Regions from separate parts of the Gossypium hirsutum genome. Here region 2 is linked to region 1. A link is a contact called in public Hi-C data. All regions are on one chromosome and are shown on one strand. The core of a region is the stretch at or near the end of the contact, and the rest is flanking DNA. Distances in the headings are between cores, read along the strand shown. Region 1 holds the start of LOC107892617 (phospholipase A I). Region 2 holds the start of LOC107888991.

Region 1 (7,456 bases), core at 3,318-5,817:
CACACGGACACAGTGGCCTTAACTTCAATCTTCTTTGAATTTTTAAATTCTTTTTACATATTTATAATTTAATTTTTTTACCTTAAATTGAAAATAATCATAAATAAAATTTAGTTCTCAACATCTATGATATTTTTATAGTTAAATTTAATCATTTACCTTTTAAAAAAAATCAAATCATTTTTTTAAATGGAAATGATTATTAAATTGTTAAATTTTTAATGATGTTAGTATCACAACCTACATGTTAGTTCACGTGTACTTCATGCTAACATGATGTTATTTGTATTATATGTCACATCAAAGAATAATTTTAAAATGATATAAATATAATTTTAAAAAAAATATAAAAAGTTAATAAAAATTCAAAAAAGAACATGAAATATACGAAGATTGTTATGCAAACTGCCATATTTAAAAATTTAAAATTTTTGTTATAATTCTGTTAAAAAAATACTAATTCGATTTTTTGAAAGGTTGAAAGCAAAATTTAATTTAAAAAAATAATAAATTAACAAAAATATAAATTTCGAGGACTAAATTTAGCATTATACCTTAAAAACAAAATACATGATTTTGGCTTACTGTGGTACTATCCTTCTCAACTCAAGTTCAACTATGGTTATTTGAATTGGACGAGCTAGCCAGGTCGAGAATAAACTAATTTATCGGTCCGAACTTGTTGAGTAAGGAAATGGTTGAACTGGATGATTGAATTTTTTTAAAAATATTTTTATGATTTTCTTAATATTTATTTAATTAAACCGGTCAGGTTTTTTGGATTGATAAATTGATAACTTAACCAATTTTACCACTAATTAAAATTTTAAAATCTTGAACTAGGGGCGTTATCAGTTTGGTTTGGTTGGGTTGTTTCGATTTTTTTTTAAATGTCCATAATTTGATTTTGTCCGGTTCTTGATTTTTCTATATTAAATTTTGGTTTTGGATAAACATAATTTGACAAAATGAGGTTTATTTTATGGGTTTTGAATATTATTTGATAAACTTTCAAAAAAAAGAATTCATAAATATTTGAATAAATTTTAAATTATTTTCATTGTTTTAAATAGAACATAATTATTTTTATATCATAAAAACTTAAAATTGAATATATGTTTAATAACAAATATATTTCAATTCGATTTCAAGTTTTTAAATCGATTTTTGGTTTTCTGAAATTTCTTGACATAAGCTGTTCGGCCCCTACTAAAAAACAACGGTTGTTGGGTAATTAAAAAGAAGGTCCCAACTCTACAAATCCATGTGGGCCTAAAATATCTTTCAAATGCATTTTTCAATTGTGGGTCCAATTTTTCATTAAAAAATTTCTGGTCACTGTCTCTTTCAATTTTGAGCTTTTATCCCTAAAATAAATAACTTAAATCTCTTTCAATACAAAAAAAAAATGTTAAATGCAATGGTAACGAAGTAAAAAAAAATATTTTAAAGGATTAACTATGAATTATAAATTTTTAGAGAGTTAAAATGTAATTTTATAAAGTTTTTAAAAATTTAAATGATAAATTTATCATTTTAGGGAGACCAAAATTTTTTTAGCGCATTATATTAATCCAATATATATATAAAATCTTGTTTAATTTTTTAAACGAAAACATGTGATTTTATTGAAAAGATTTAATAAGTTTTTTCTGTTTCAATAATACAAGAATTTTGGATTAAATTATTTCTGAGTGTATAATTGAAGGAGGTGTTGAGTATATTTATTGTAAATTCAAAAGAGGCAACATAATAAGACAGTTCCATCGTCTTGTACTGATCCGACCAGACAAAGATCAAGTGTTTTTTTATTTCTCAGTATCCCTATTAGCAGAGGCTTGAACCAGTGTTTCACATGCTATATTAAAGTATTCCGAATTATTTTCAATGTAATCTTTTGTAGCAGCTTCCAACTTCTGCCAAACTGCTGGATCAGTCTCGTCCAGCTTCATGTCACAACGTTCATCCACTGCAACATTATATCGTATACCAAAACTTCATTATCAAGGATTACATTCGAATACAGTTATGGATACATCCCGGGATTCTTACCTGGATTGAACCGGAAGTAACGGATCTTGGGGTGCATAGGCAACAATGTATTCAGTGTTTCCTCGACTCGGTCCACCGAGCATGCGCTCTCAATCAGCACTTGCCCTGCATCTAGACATCGCCAACCGCCTTTTCGTGCCTGCAACGGAGGAGATAGATAACTCGTAAAATCGATGGCATGGAGTAATGGCTCATTAACCACACAATTCTGATAGGCAGTTACCTTAGTAGGTACGGAACCAGAACCAACGGAAACTAAACAGTCAATTTTAGTATCAGGCCATAGAAGTTGTGCTTCTCTCATTGAAATGATTGCCGGATTATTCGCCATTAAACCACCATCTCGCCACCGGTATACATCTATATAAGAAATGTAACAAGCTTAGGCAAATTTTAAACAAAATTGTATACTAAAAACCAGCAGAAAATAAAAAATACCATCTGAGAAATCATCTAGATAATATGGGGCAGCACAAGATGCTCTTATAGCTTGCCATAGTTGGTATTTACAGCTTCCGATGAGACCACTTTGTTTGTGGCTAACCCGAGCGGTGGTTCCTGAACTTTCAGATGTCACACAAGGTGCCTCCGGTGTTCCCACGGGGTACTGCACATTAAGAATGTATAAATGCATACATTCTGCCATAATGGATGACAAAATAGCAACAGCAACTCTTGACCTCGAACCTGATAATTACGGAATACGAATGGCTGAGCGGGCATAACACTCACTAAAGTCGAGATGAGACAGACTTTTGGAATGTTCTTCACAGCAGACTCGATTAGTCGGTCATCACCATCCTCATCGGCACACAAGTCCTTTAACAACCTCTCTAACTTATCTGGATTGTGCTGCAAATAGTTTCACATGGTCACTAAACATTGTCAAGTAACTCTATCGACATGAATTCGCATATGGTGAAACGAGAAAACTCATACTTTGGATCCTTTTGCAACAACTCTGAAACTTTGTGATGAGCTTTTGTAAAGTTGGTCCAACTTTTCTTTCCAAGTTGCAGAATTGTTATCCTTCCGCACAGGTTCGGAGAAAACGACTTTTCCTACAAATTCAAAAAAGGATAATAGAGTAAACAAAGTGAAACTACAGCTACATATGAACAAATGGTTCATTATGCAGATCATATATAGTTACCGAAATTTTTGTATATTTCTTCCAATCGGTACGCGCTCATCGACTTAATACTAAGTGCAGCAGCGTAAATGCCACCGGTTGATGTCCCACATATAAGGTCAAATAGCTCATGCATTCGTTTTCCGGTTCTGTTCTCGATCTCCTCAAGGATCTGCACAGTTGCAAGACCTTTCATGCCACCTCCATCCAACGATAGTATGCGAATGCCTCGTTTTGGTATCTGTCTCCCTCCAATAGCGCATCGCAAGCTCTCATTCTCTCCTACAAAAGAACATAATATGATGATCCCATGATGTAAAGATTCTCAAAATCCAAGAAACATACCAAGAATTGCCAAAGCACGAGCTGCAGCTTTATTTACTCGTGGGTCGGGCGTGGCCGTCAGCTGCACAAGAAGTTCCCTCAAGCCTTCGACAGCGACAAGTTCATGACGATTCTCCGGACAGAATCCCAAATTCCCAACAGCTAACAAAGCAAGCCTTTGCACCTGATTGAAAACAAAAGGTTCATTCATCATGCATAAACATAACAATTCAAGAATCAATAGAAGAGAATCAATAAAAAAAATCAGAAAGTTATTATTAGTTTATTACCTCTGGGTTTTTATGAACGCAAAGTACTTTTAATGAACTAAGAACATCATTGGTTACCACCATCTCAGCTATGGTATCTGATCTAATAGCCAATGTGACCACAACTTGCAGCACTGAAACCAGATTTTCTGAGACAGAAGAGACCATTAAAACAGCTCCAATAGGTTGCATGATGTCGCATTTCATTAACTTCATTGCCACGGAAACATCAGCAGCAAGTGTGGATAAAGAAGAACAAGCTTGTCGGACCTGACAATATAAGCCGTAAAAAAGCAGACTATGAAACAGAGAACAAGAACATGGAACTTACCACATGGTAGTTGTCGTTGCTTATCATGCTAATGAGCTGCCGTACTGGTTCATCATCTTTACCAACGAGTACACGGTTCCCAACGTCTTGGAGTATTACCTTGGATACTGCAGAGGGCCAGAGGCTATAAAGGGATAATAAGGGAATCTGAAAATGAAAGAGCAAAAGGCACCCAACTTGTGTCCAGATGCAGCAAAATATGAAGTGTTCTCCATCTGCAACACCAACACAACACAACCGGTATTTGCACCGACTCCACCGTCGTGATCCGCCGCGATGCCACCCCACACCGGGTCTACAACCTCCTATATTGTAAACCCAAGAATCTAGATCTTTGAGTTCGTGTTGAAGAATCAAGGGTTGTATAAATAAGGGAAATTGGAGGAAGCTAAGAGGGTGCTTAAAGATTATGGTGAAACGTTTATTTTACATTTCACGGTGATGATTTTTGAGACTGTTAAAAGTGTTTGTCAATGATATCATATATATCAAAAGAAACAACAGAGCTTTCTTGTGGTACCAAAAAAAATATGGGTAAAAATTCTTTCAAAACTTCGAAATTGAGTAAATTAAACTTTTTAAAAAAATTAGACTAATTTAATTTTTATTAATTTTAAAAGTATATAATTAAAGATAATTAATCTTGAGATTAATGATTTTTGCATATAACTTTAATTAATATAATAACAAATTTAATTCTCAAAATGTAATCATTCTGTTTACGTGGCTTTGATTTAACAAATTTAGTCTACAATATTTATGTAAATACTGAGGCTAAATTTGTTAATTTTTTAGAATTAAAATTAAATTAAAAAATATATAAATATTAAGAACTAAATTTATTATTTTACTAATGAAAACTATGTGATTAATTGTCTGATTTTTAAAAACAATAAGGATTAAATTGCTCCGAACTTTTAAGAGAAACCAATTTACTTAATTTTAAAATTGAGAATTACTAGGGGTTGTTTTACCAAAAAAAAAAAACTGTTTTGGGAATGGAGCTTTTGTTTCTAAGTCAATTTGTTTAGAAGGTCATTGTACTATGTATTTTTGTCAAGTTTAGTCTTTTATGGTAATTTGATATTTTTAGTAGTTTAAATATTCCATAAGTCCTTGTACTTTTAATAAATTTAGAATTTAGTTCTTGTACTTTTATTTTCAGAAAATTAGTCCCTCTTTTTTTCTGATTTCAAAATTTAGGTTCAGTTATTAACATTATTATTTTTTTGTTAAATTTATTTATGGGACATTCTAAAATAAAAAAAATCACTTAATAGCCATATAATAATAAAAAAAAGACATTGTAATGAATTTGAATTTTAAAAAATAATTTTAACAGCATTTAGTCTTTTTTTAATTATAATTTGATATTTTTAGTAAGTTAAAAATGCCATGCTATAAGTCCCTGCATTCTTCACAAATTTAAAATTTAGCCCATGTACTTTTATTTCTAAGAATCTATTCATTTACTTTTTAGATTTTAAAATTTAAGTCCAATTGTTAAAACTTGTAAATCTTTTTTGTTAAATTTATTAACGTGATATTTTGAAATAAAAAATATACTCACTTAATAACTATGTAACTTAAAAAAGATATCCTAATGAACTTAAATTTAACAAAATAATGTTAATAATGTTAACTACTAAAACTAAATCTTGAAATATGAAACGTAGAGAAAATAAATTCCTAAAAATAAAAATACAAGGACTAAATTATAAATTAAGAATAAAGTAGAATGAAATATTTAACCTTTTAAGTTCTCTACTTTTTGAAATATATATTTTCAACTAATCAAACTTTTTTTTCATTAATTCCATGAAAGAATTTGATTTTAACTTATTTTAAAATTGGTGAGGTTTTATAGTTAGACAAATATTATATACTTTGTTTTTATCTTTTTTTAAATATGAAAAAGAAACTTTGTAATTATAAAAAAAAAAGGTTACAATGTATATGTTACGTTTAGAAAAATAAGTGGTAAGAATTTAGTTTTAACAAAATTAATCCCTTGAAAATACATATAAAAGAAACTATAGTTAGAATAATGGTAAGGAAAAGGACATGAGACGTTTGAACACATTAATTGTTCAATTTAATACTTATAATAATTAATTTAGAATAAAACATGTAATCTGAGCAAGTTGGAAAATGAAATTGGTTGGGTGTTTAATGTTGGATTCATTGATGGAAGTCAAGATGCAATCACTTTCTCCTTGCTTTATGGAAAGGTAAGGTTGAATGAATGAATGAGACAAATTGGCTGGTTGGTTGGTGTGGTAATGGTGTGTGGGCTAATGGTCAGGCTATGTCACATTAATGTGCTTTGGAACAAGTAAATAATTGTGTGGGTCTAAATTTGTAAACAAATCATTCAATTTCGTAATTATTTTTTTATTGGGTCTAAATTAAATAATTATTTTTATGTTGAGATTTAATTTTTTTTTAAAGTTAATTAATGAATTTAACAATTGTTTCTATATTGAAACTTAAACTTAGTACTTATTCTTATATTGAGACATAAACTTTAAAATTTTTAAAGAGAATATCCAAGACTAACCTAATATATATATATATCAAAAGTAATTTAGCCTGTAGCTCAAACCAAACCAAAACCTTTCCTAAAATGGGATTTAGAACACTTAAAATATTGGTGATTAAAGTTTTGCATGAGTCATGATTTTGGAGTTTAGTGTTGATATCAAAAGCTAAAAGGTGAAGTTTAGTAAATAATTTGCATTATTTAAGTTTTGGTTGATTGTTATTGAATTTCGGATTTAAATTTAGAATCTTTATATTTCAATTAAACCAAATTTAGGAAAAATCTTTTCTAACATTCCCTTTTTACCTATTTTATTTTAAACATGGGGTTAGGATTTATAGATATAAAATTTAGGATTTTAAACATGCTAAGATTATAGAATTCTAAGAGTTAGGGTTTAGATTTTTATAAAATGTATTATTTAAGGCGCAGGGTTTTAGGGTCTACAAATTTAGAGTTTGTATAATAAAAATACAAATTATAAGTAAACTTATATGTATAAAATTTTAATATTAAATATTAAAAAATTGCTAAAAAAGAAAAATTAATGGCTTTAACATGTATCATTACCCTATTATTTATTACCAAAATTTCCTAAAAGATGATATTATGATGATTTATTTTTCTTAACAAAAATTCCAGCTGGTCCTTATGATTTGGATTTTTTTTTTCTTTTATGAAAATTCTAATTTTTTAAATGTCCCTAATGATACAAACACAGTGAGGAATTTTGAACATGAAAGGTAAAATATGGTGAATAAAAAGAACATGATTATCCTAATAATAACAAAAGGATAATATTATGT
Region 2 (7,456 bases), core at 3,478-5,977, 670 kb after region 1:
AACCTTACTTATCCTATTCACTACAACACTCAGCAGACAACTATGTTCTGGTGTCTCATAGCAAGGCTTCTCTCTTTCATCCATGAACACCTCAGTAAACGGATCTTTAGTTGGAAGAATAAGTTGTTATAGAAACTGTGGCCCAAGCTTTACCAGTGTATTGCAGGAGTGTTTTCCTAATTCCATTGGATACTTGCAAGGCACTCCGAAAAATGATGAACTCATTTTGGTACAAGAAAGGGTATTATTAGGCGTCTTGGGACAAGGTATGTATTTCGAAAAAATAAGTATGGGTTTAGTTATGCAACAATGTTTGCGACTTGTTTCTAATTCCGATTGTCTTCCTAGTAGAATTTACAAAGCCAAGTATTACGCTGGTGGGATCTTTGGCCGCTGATGGTATTAATCATCACTGTGTCAATTATGTATGTCCATTTACTTCTTTAAAGAGTACCGGTGACAATGAAGATTAGTTATTGTTGTTGACGGTAGATTCACTGATTTCAACCAAAAAAATCTGAAAAACTTTCATTATTTGGGTTTTGATTATCAGCCAAATCTTTGTGGCTGTTAATGGGGGCAAAGAGGAAGAAGAAGAGCAATAGCAAAGGCTGTTAGATTTTGATGCATGGCGTTTGACGGTGCCGTTGGAACGATATTCCAACTTCCAGTACCATTGAATCAAAGTGAAAATATATTTCTTTTCATTTTTCCAACGCTGAGCAGCAAAGTGATCGCGGAGCTCCACCCCCCTCAGTATATCGTGAAGACTCCTCAACCCTGCAGCCTGCAAAATTGTTTAAACCATGATGGTAATACTTGAACATGAGAAGCTAGTGTATTCAAAGATCTTGTGCCATATCATGTACTGGCTACAATTGTGAATTACAACACGTCCCGGAAAATTCAGTCATCAATGGAGGGATAGTAGATAAGGAGATGGAAGAGCAGAGCATTACCAGCTTCAGCCGTTGAATCCTACCAGAATGGTGATCCATTTTTATTCAAGGAGAAAGATAATGTGCTTCAATGTGATTAAACAAATAATTTGAAGAAAAAGAATAGCTTTCTACACTTCATTTTCTCTGGTTTAGCCCTTCCTTCCACTGTTCTCTGTTATGGGAGACTAAGATATAAATATAACAGCAATGAATTGTTGAAAGTAACAAATAATTACAGAAGAGGATGACATTTCAGATTAGCTCAAAAATTTGATTTTCAACACTAGATAATATTGTCTTAGCTCTATCAAAATTGTTTTATAGAAATAGAAACATATGAACCTAAAGATTTCTTTCATGGAGCCATCAGCCCATCAATGGTGTAGGAAAGAGATTTTGCCCAGTCTGCTTTGAGTAGCAGCGTCTGTAGTGTTTCCATTACATCATATCCTGGATCAAGTTTCCTTTGCCAACCCTACAAATTTAAACGAGCATCGAAACATGATATAATGGAATTAATTATCATACAGGCATTTCAACAAGTCAAACCTAGGAACATTAGGAAACAATCCCGATATGGGAATACGTTCCCATTCTTAACTTCCAGGCTCAACTAGTCATGATTTATTTTGTTTCCCTCAAAAAGACATAAAGCACAATACATAACATGCAGACAAGGAATTCTCACAAGGGGAAACGGAGTTGAAAAAGACATCTCAATTGGTTGGTCAAAGGCTCTAAATGAAAATTTTGGACTTGCATGAAATGGAGTTACCTCAAGAACCAACATGGTGACCAAAACAGTGCATACGTTGCCATCAATATTGACTTTATGACGCCTTACTTTCTCGAGCAGTTGTTCCATGCATTCAGCCGGATGGACTAGATCACCCTCCGGGGTACCCCAAAAAGTGAATGCTTCATCTACTTCCTGTTAAAATAAGATATTAGAAAACCGAGCAGCAATAACACAGATATAGAGATGAACAAATTATATGGAAAACAAAGGGAGGTTGGATGGTAGAATAAAGATGTAACTTAAGACTATAGATGATAGATCGTTCAGAATTCATCTAAACTGACAAACCAGTATAGATAGGGGGCATAAAAGAAAGCATTTGAAACGGGTAGACTATATGGGAAAATAAGAAGATAACAAAGAAAGCATTTTCCAAACTCCTCAATGTCCTAAAAGCCTTTAGGACAACTCAGATTACGTTATTTACATCACCTCAATAAAAGCCTTTGGGTTCGGGCAGTTTTGTCGCTGTGATAATCTAAGTGTACACTCAGCAGCAGTCTGACCATCTCTTCGAGCAACAGCCTTAAAAAATTCCAATAAATTTATACGATCACTTTTAGAAAGTTCAGCTGTCATGCCTACATCAAGGAAAATGATATGAGGCTTTGACTTAAAGAGCCGTTTTCGAGAAGCCTTGCTATGAGACACCCGAACAAGGATATTTCCAGGATGCATGTCAGCATGAATGAAGTTGTCAACCTGGAAGAAAAGAAGTAATCTTTTGGTTACCAGTATCGTACCAGACTCTTACTTTTCAAATAAACAAGACAATGGGAACCAATAATCATTAATTAAAATTTTACAGAAGCATAAGAAAACCGATTCAAAGCAGTTACCAAAAGCATCTTTAAAAGCGCATGAGTTCCAATATGAGCAAGTTTGGCCTTAACCATATCATATCCTTCAAATTCATCAACATAGCGTGCAACACTTTCCCCTTGTTCATATGTTTCCACTAAAACAGCAGGGTGCACAAGTGGATAGACAGGCTTAGGAAAAGAAACGTCTTTCCAGCTTCGGAAATTATATATAAAACGGTTCAAATTGGCAGCTTCCCTGGCAAGATCAACTTGAGACATCATGAAAACAGCAAATTGCTGGACACTCTCATCCAATCTCAACCAGTTAAGAGTTGGAATGAACTTTGATAATTTCGCCGCCAAGTTGATAATCATAAAATCTCTCCTAATTGATTCACCAACACCAGGATGTCTAACCTTTACTGCAACTAACATGGGCTTGACCCGTTTACCAGGGTAACGGAATCTCAAAGAAGCCCGGTGCACCTGAGCTATACTTCCAGAAGCCACCGGTTCCTCTTCGAAACTGTGAAATATTTCAGAAAGCTTACGGCCAAATGCTCTTTCAATAGTTTTCTTTGTGAAAGCAAAGCTGTGTTCAGGAGCCCTGCTGTGAAGCTCTGAAAGCTTGGTGCATAAATCTTTAGGGAAGAGATCTGGTCGCGTTGCTGCCCATTGACCCCATTTTATGAATGCTGGACCTGCCGTTTCAAGTGTGCGATGCACGACTTCAAGCCATATTTTCCTGAATTTGAGGCCACAAGAGTCGGCAAATGGTGCCATTATTATACTCGGAGAGAACAAAATTGTAAGATAGATAGCCCTCACTAGCAAGATAACACCTTCTATCACTGAAAGTAGTATAGAAGAAACAAAAGCATGACCATCTTGAGCACGACTATACAAAGAATTTGGTGATGGGTAATAATTTGTCTCTGCTACCTTCCTCTGCGACAATGCCAGTCGTCCACCTCCCAAGCCAAAAATACCAGGAACTATCAAGTGAGAGCGGGACAATGCTAAGCTTACTGCTTGAGCCATCCTTATGTAAGGGAATGGATGACAACTCAAAGAACATTTACGGGTGAACTTTTTCCAAGCAACTTGTGCATGATGAGTCACTGCACTACTCGCGGAAAGGAATGAATGGTTCCAGGCAAAATAACCTCGGGATATCCCTTCCTTGGTATTCTGCAATACCCATGGAGCCTTTCCTCCAATGTTGAACCTATAGTGGGAGTACACTCTATACTGCGGCAACCGCAACCCGATAGTAACAACTGTTCCATACTTCCTAAATTCCGAATGGCTCGTTGTTGGATTCGAAATAGCATATTGCGCAGCTTTCCTAATATTGGCAAATGTCAAAAATCTGCATCCCAACAATTCTCTCATCATTTAACAAGTAAATTCTATAAACCCTGGAAGCAATTCTAAATTCTTAATCAGAAAGGGTAAGTATTCAAACTCCAATTGTCAAATTTCAGACAACATGGCACCAAGAATTAATCTTTCTTAATTTAATTCTTTAAATTCAACATACCAAGCTATTGAAAACAGATTTTGCAAGAAGTTCAAACCCTCGATGTAATAATTCATTGTGAAATCCATTCATTAAGGTGATCATCACATAAACCCTAAACTCCCAGAGAAAACGATCGTAGAAAAAGCTTCAAAACACATAAACCCTAAACTCCCACAGAAATCAATCCCAGAAAAAAAAATAACTGAACCCAGGCAAAGTAACCCAGGCAAGAAAAGAAACCCAGAATCTTTTAATTAAAGAAAGCTAAAAAATTGGAAAGGGAAAAGAGATGAACCTGGACATGGAGATATAGAGAAATAAAGGTAAAGAAACGTAGCTTTGAAGACGCTAAAGAGCGAAGACGCTGAATAATAGAATAGGAAGACGACGAAGAGGAAGAAGAAGAAGCTGTTGAATGCATTTTCTCATGGATGTATCCCTTTCTAATTAACAGTCAAAGGTGGCACGCGTTTTCATATTTGCCCGAAAAACCTTCATTCACTTTGCTTTGAATTTGGTAAAACCTAGCGGCGCGAAGAGAAGGACGAAGAAGAAGAGATCGCGGCAACAACCTCAATGGGCTTGTAAGAAGATTGAAGAAAACGTAAAGTGGAGTATTTTTGGACCTAATTTTGATTGGTTCTTGTTTGGGCTTCACGCCATTGCTGTTATTTTGTACAGCCTTGTCTTTAATTGTATTAAAAGCTAAAGTCTCTAGAAGGGCCTAGAAGGTCTGAATGTAGATATTATAATTAAAAGGGTAAACTCCTTTAGGACACTTTCATTTTAGTCCCCCAACTATTAAATTTCTAATGGTTGTTAATTATATACTCACATTATGTTCACACTTTCATTTTGATCACAAAAAAAAAACCACCTTTTAAAGAATTGATTGGGGTAAAAAAAGAAAGAATTAAAGTGAAAAATAGTAAAAACTAAAATAATGCATTAAAAATTATCAAATTTGAACATTGTAAAAAATTTTAATTTTTTTTCAATATTGAAATTTTAAATTTCAAAACATAAAAATCAATTGAATAAATTTTTGAATTTTTTTATCCCTTGATAATGTTAACCGATTTGTTATTGTAATATTGAAATTAATTAAATTAATCTATTTCTAAATTAAAATTTTATTTTATGTTCCATATTATTTTTAATGAAATCAACTTGATAACTCATATTTAAATTTAATAATTTTTCGTGAAACTTAAATTTCTTTTGGTTATATAATCCCAAATCTTCCACACTTAGCTAAAAACAAAGAAAAACATTGCAATCAATTAAATTAATATCTTGTTTAGCATGGAAGATAAAATTAATTAATTTAATTAATCAATTGACACTATCTTGGAGTCCCTCTTTTTCACCAAAGGGTTACTAGTAGCACTCTTCAGTTCGTGGTGGAAAAAGTGTGTGGTAAGCTTCAAAGTTGGGAAGCCAAAAAACTCTCTTTAGCAGGGCGCATCACTTTAGCCCAATCAGTTCTCTTATCTATTCCTAGTTATTTCATGCAGTCCATGATGATACCTAGGAAAATTCGCGATGAGATTGAAAGGTTGGTTAAACAGTTTATCTGGGGATCATCTGAGAGGAAAAAGAATATAGCTCTGGTAAGTTGGGATTCCATTTGTCAACCAAAAGTGTGTGAGGTCTTGGTTTGAGGAATTTTCGAGATCAGAATATATCTTTTTTGATGAAGTTGGGGTTTAAATTGGTGTCTGACAAGGAAGCTTTTTGGGTTTGTGTACTTAGATCGAAATATCAAATGAAGGATGAATTACCAGTTTGTATTGATAGAGATAGGAGTTCTTTTCTTTGGAAGTCTCTTTCCAAAATTTAGGCGTTACTTCGTGAAAACTTACATCAATCTGTTGGGGATGGCCACAAAATTCAGTGCTGGAAGGATAATTGGATTCCCAATATTGGGCCTCTGTTTAGGCATATTTCTCCTGATGTTAATCTGAATTCTAATTGCCTACTGCACGAGATGATTACTGAGGAAGGCTTGTGGAACTTAGACCTCTTCCAAGTTTGGCTATCAGAAGATGTGATCCAGGCTATTAAGGGTATCCCTCCTCCACATCCTTCTGAAGATCCCGATAGAATTTCTTGGAGTCACACTCTGTGTGGTGCTTTTTCTGTTAAATCTGCTTATAAGGCTCTTAGAAAGGAGACTGGAATCTGGAAAATAAGAAATGGAAGAATGTTTGGAAGTTTCTTGGTCCTCAACGGGTTTGTATCTTTATTTGGACAATTTTACAGGGAAGAGTTCTAAGTAATGTAGAAAGAGTTAGGAGGGCTCTTTCAGATGATCCCTCTTGTCTCATTTGTGGGTTTCACTCGAAAGATATTTTGCACATTTTACGAGATTGTCCAGCTGCTAAGGATGTTTGGGCTCAGGTTAATCCAAATAAGTACATTCCATTTTTTTTCTCCATTCTTTCTCAGGATTGGTTTCTTCTTAATATGCAGGTGAATAAGTTGATTCATGAGGGGGCTAGTTGGGCCTGTTTTTTTGGATTGCTTATTTGGCGCATATGGAAAAATAAAAATTTATACATCTTTCAAGGCAAACCTTGGAGCTCAATAAAAATAGTTCAAGGATCTTATAGTTGGGCGATCCATTTCTTCTCTTCATCTCAAGAGATTCAATTAGGATGTCTTGAGCACTTTGTTGAAGTTCATACCTCTGAGGAACGAGTTTATCTTAATACTGATGGGGCAGTGCAACTGGATTCTGGACTTGCTGCAGCTGGGGGAGTTGTTTGTGATAAAAAGGGAAATTAGATTGTTGGATATCATCGATTTCTTGTTAAATGTTCGGTTTTTTATGCGGAGCTTTGGGCATTCTTAATGGCCTCAAACTTATTCAACAAAGGGGTTATGATCATGTTACTATTCATTCTAACAGCTTGGAAGTTGTTAAAGGCATTCTCAGAAGTTCTTCCATTGTCTCAAATTTCGCTTTGATTAGGTGAATCCATAATATTTTGTCTCAAGAAAATCAATGGTTTTTGAGGTATATTCCGATGGAACAAAATCAGGTTGCAAATTGTTTAGCTAAGCAAGCCTTGATCGAGAAAGCAAACTTGCAAGTTCTCGAAGTTCCACCCGAGATGGCTCGTACTTTTATTGATAGGGATAAGTTTATAGGCGTTACTTTCGCTCAAGCATTAATTTTGTAATTATTTAGTGTTGTCTTTTCTCACCAAAAAAAAATTCAATAACTTATTTAATTGATTTTGATGTTTTGAAATTTAAAATTTCAATATTGAAAAAAAAAGAAATTTAGATTTTCGACAATGGGGTAAAGAAGTACAATTTGACAATTTTTAAAGTATTATTTTAGTTTCTACCGCATTTTCACTTTAATCGTTGATATTTT

The links. Hi-C and Micro-C count contacts between places; a contact is called where the count stands out from the background.
Region 2: a contact with region 1 is called in a Hi-C map of leaf, with 3 times the contacts expected there. The contact joins the promoter of LOC107888991 here to the promoter of LOC107892617 in region 1.

What each region holds. Positions count from the first base shown.
Region 1 is chrA09:59,315,877-59,323,332 of Gossypium_hirsutum_v2.1, forward strand. It overlaps LOC107892617 (phospholipase A I), which reads right to left and starts at 4,568. Exons shown (of 11, transcript XM_041076259.1): 1 at 4,207-4,568; 2 at 4,109-4,204; 3 at 3,799-4,047; 4 at 3,530-3,692; 5 at 3,206-3,466; 6 at 2,992-3,113; 7 at 2,740-2,904; 8 at 2,491-2,659; 9 at 2,276-2,412; 10 at 2,053-2,191; 11 at 1,700-1,969. The coding sequence starts at 4,323. The coding sequence ends at 1,809.
Region 2 is chrA09:59,982,346-59,989,801 of Gossypium_hirsutum_v2.1, forward strand. It overlaps LOC107888991, which reads right to left and starts at 4,728. Exons shown (of 6, transcript XM_016813271.2): 1 at 4,364-4,728; 2 at 2,580-3,915; 3 at 2,173-2,442; 4 at 1,717-1,872; 5 at 1,284-1,416; 6 at 972-1,113. The coding sequence starts at 4,371. The coding sequence ends at 1,297. It overlaps LOC121206074, which reads right to left and starts at 1,101. Exons shown (of 2, transcript XM_041076263.1): 1 at 960-1,101; 2 at 1-787. The coding sequence starts at 998. The coding sequence ends at 470.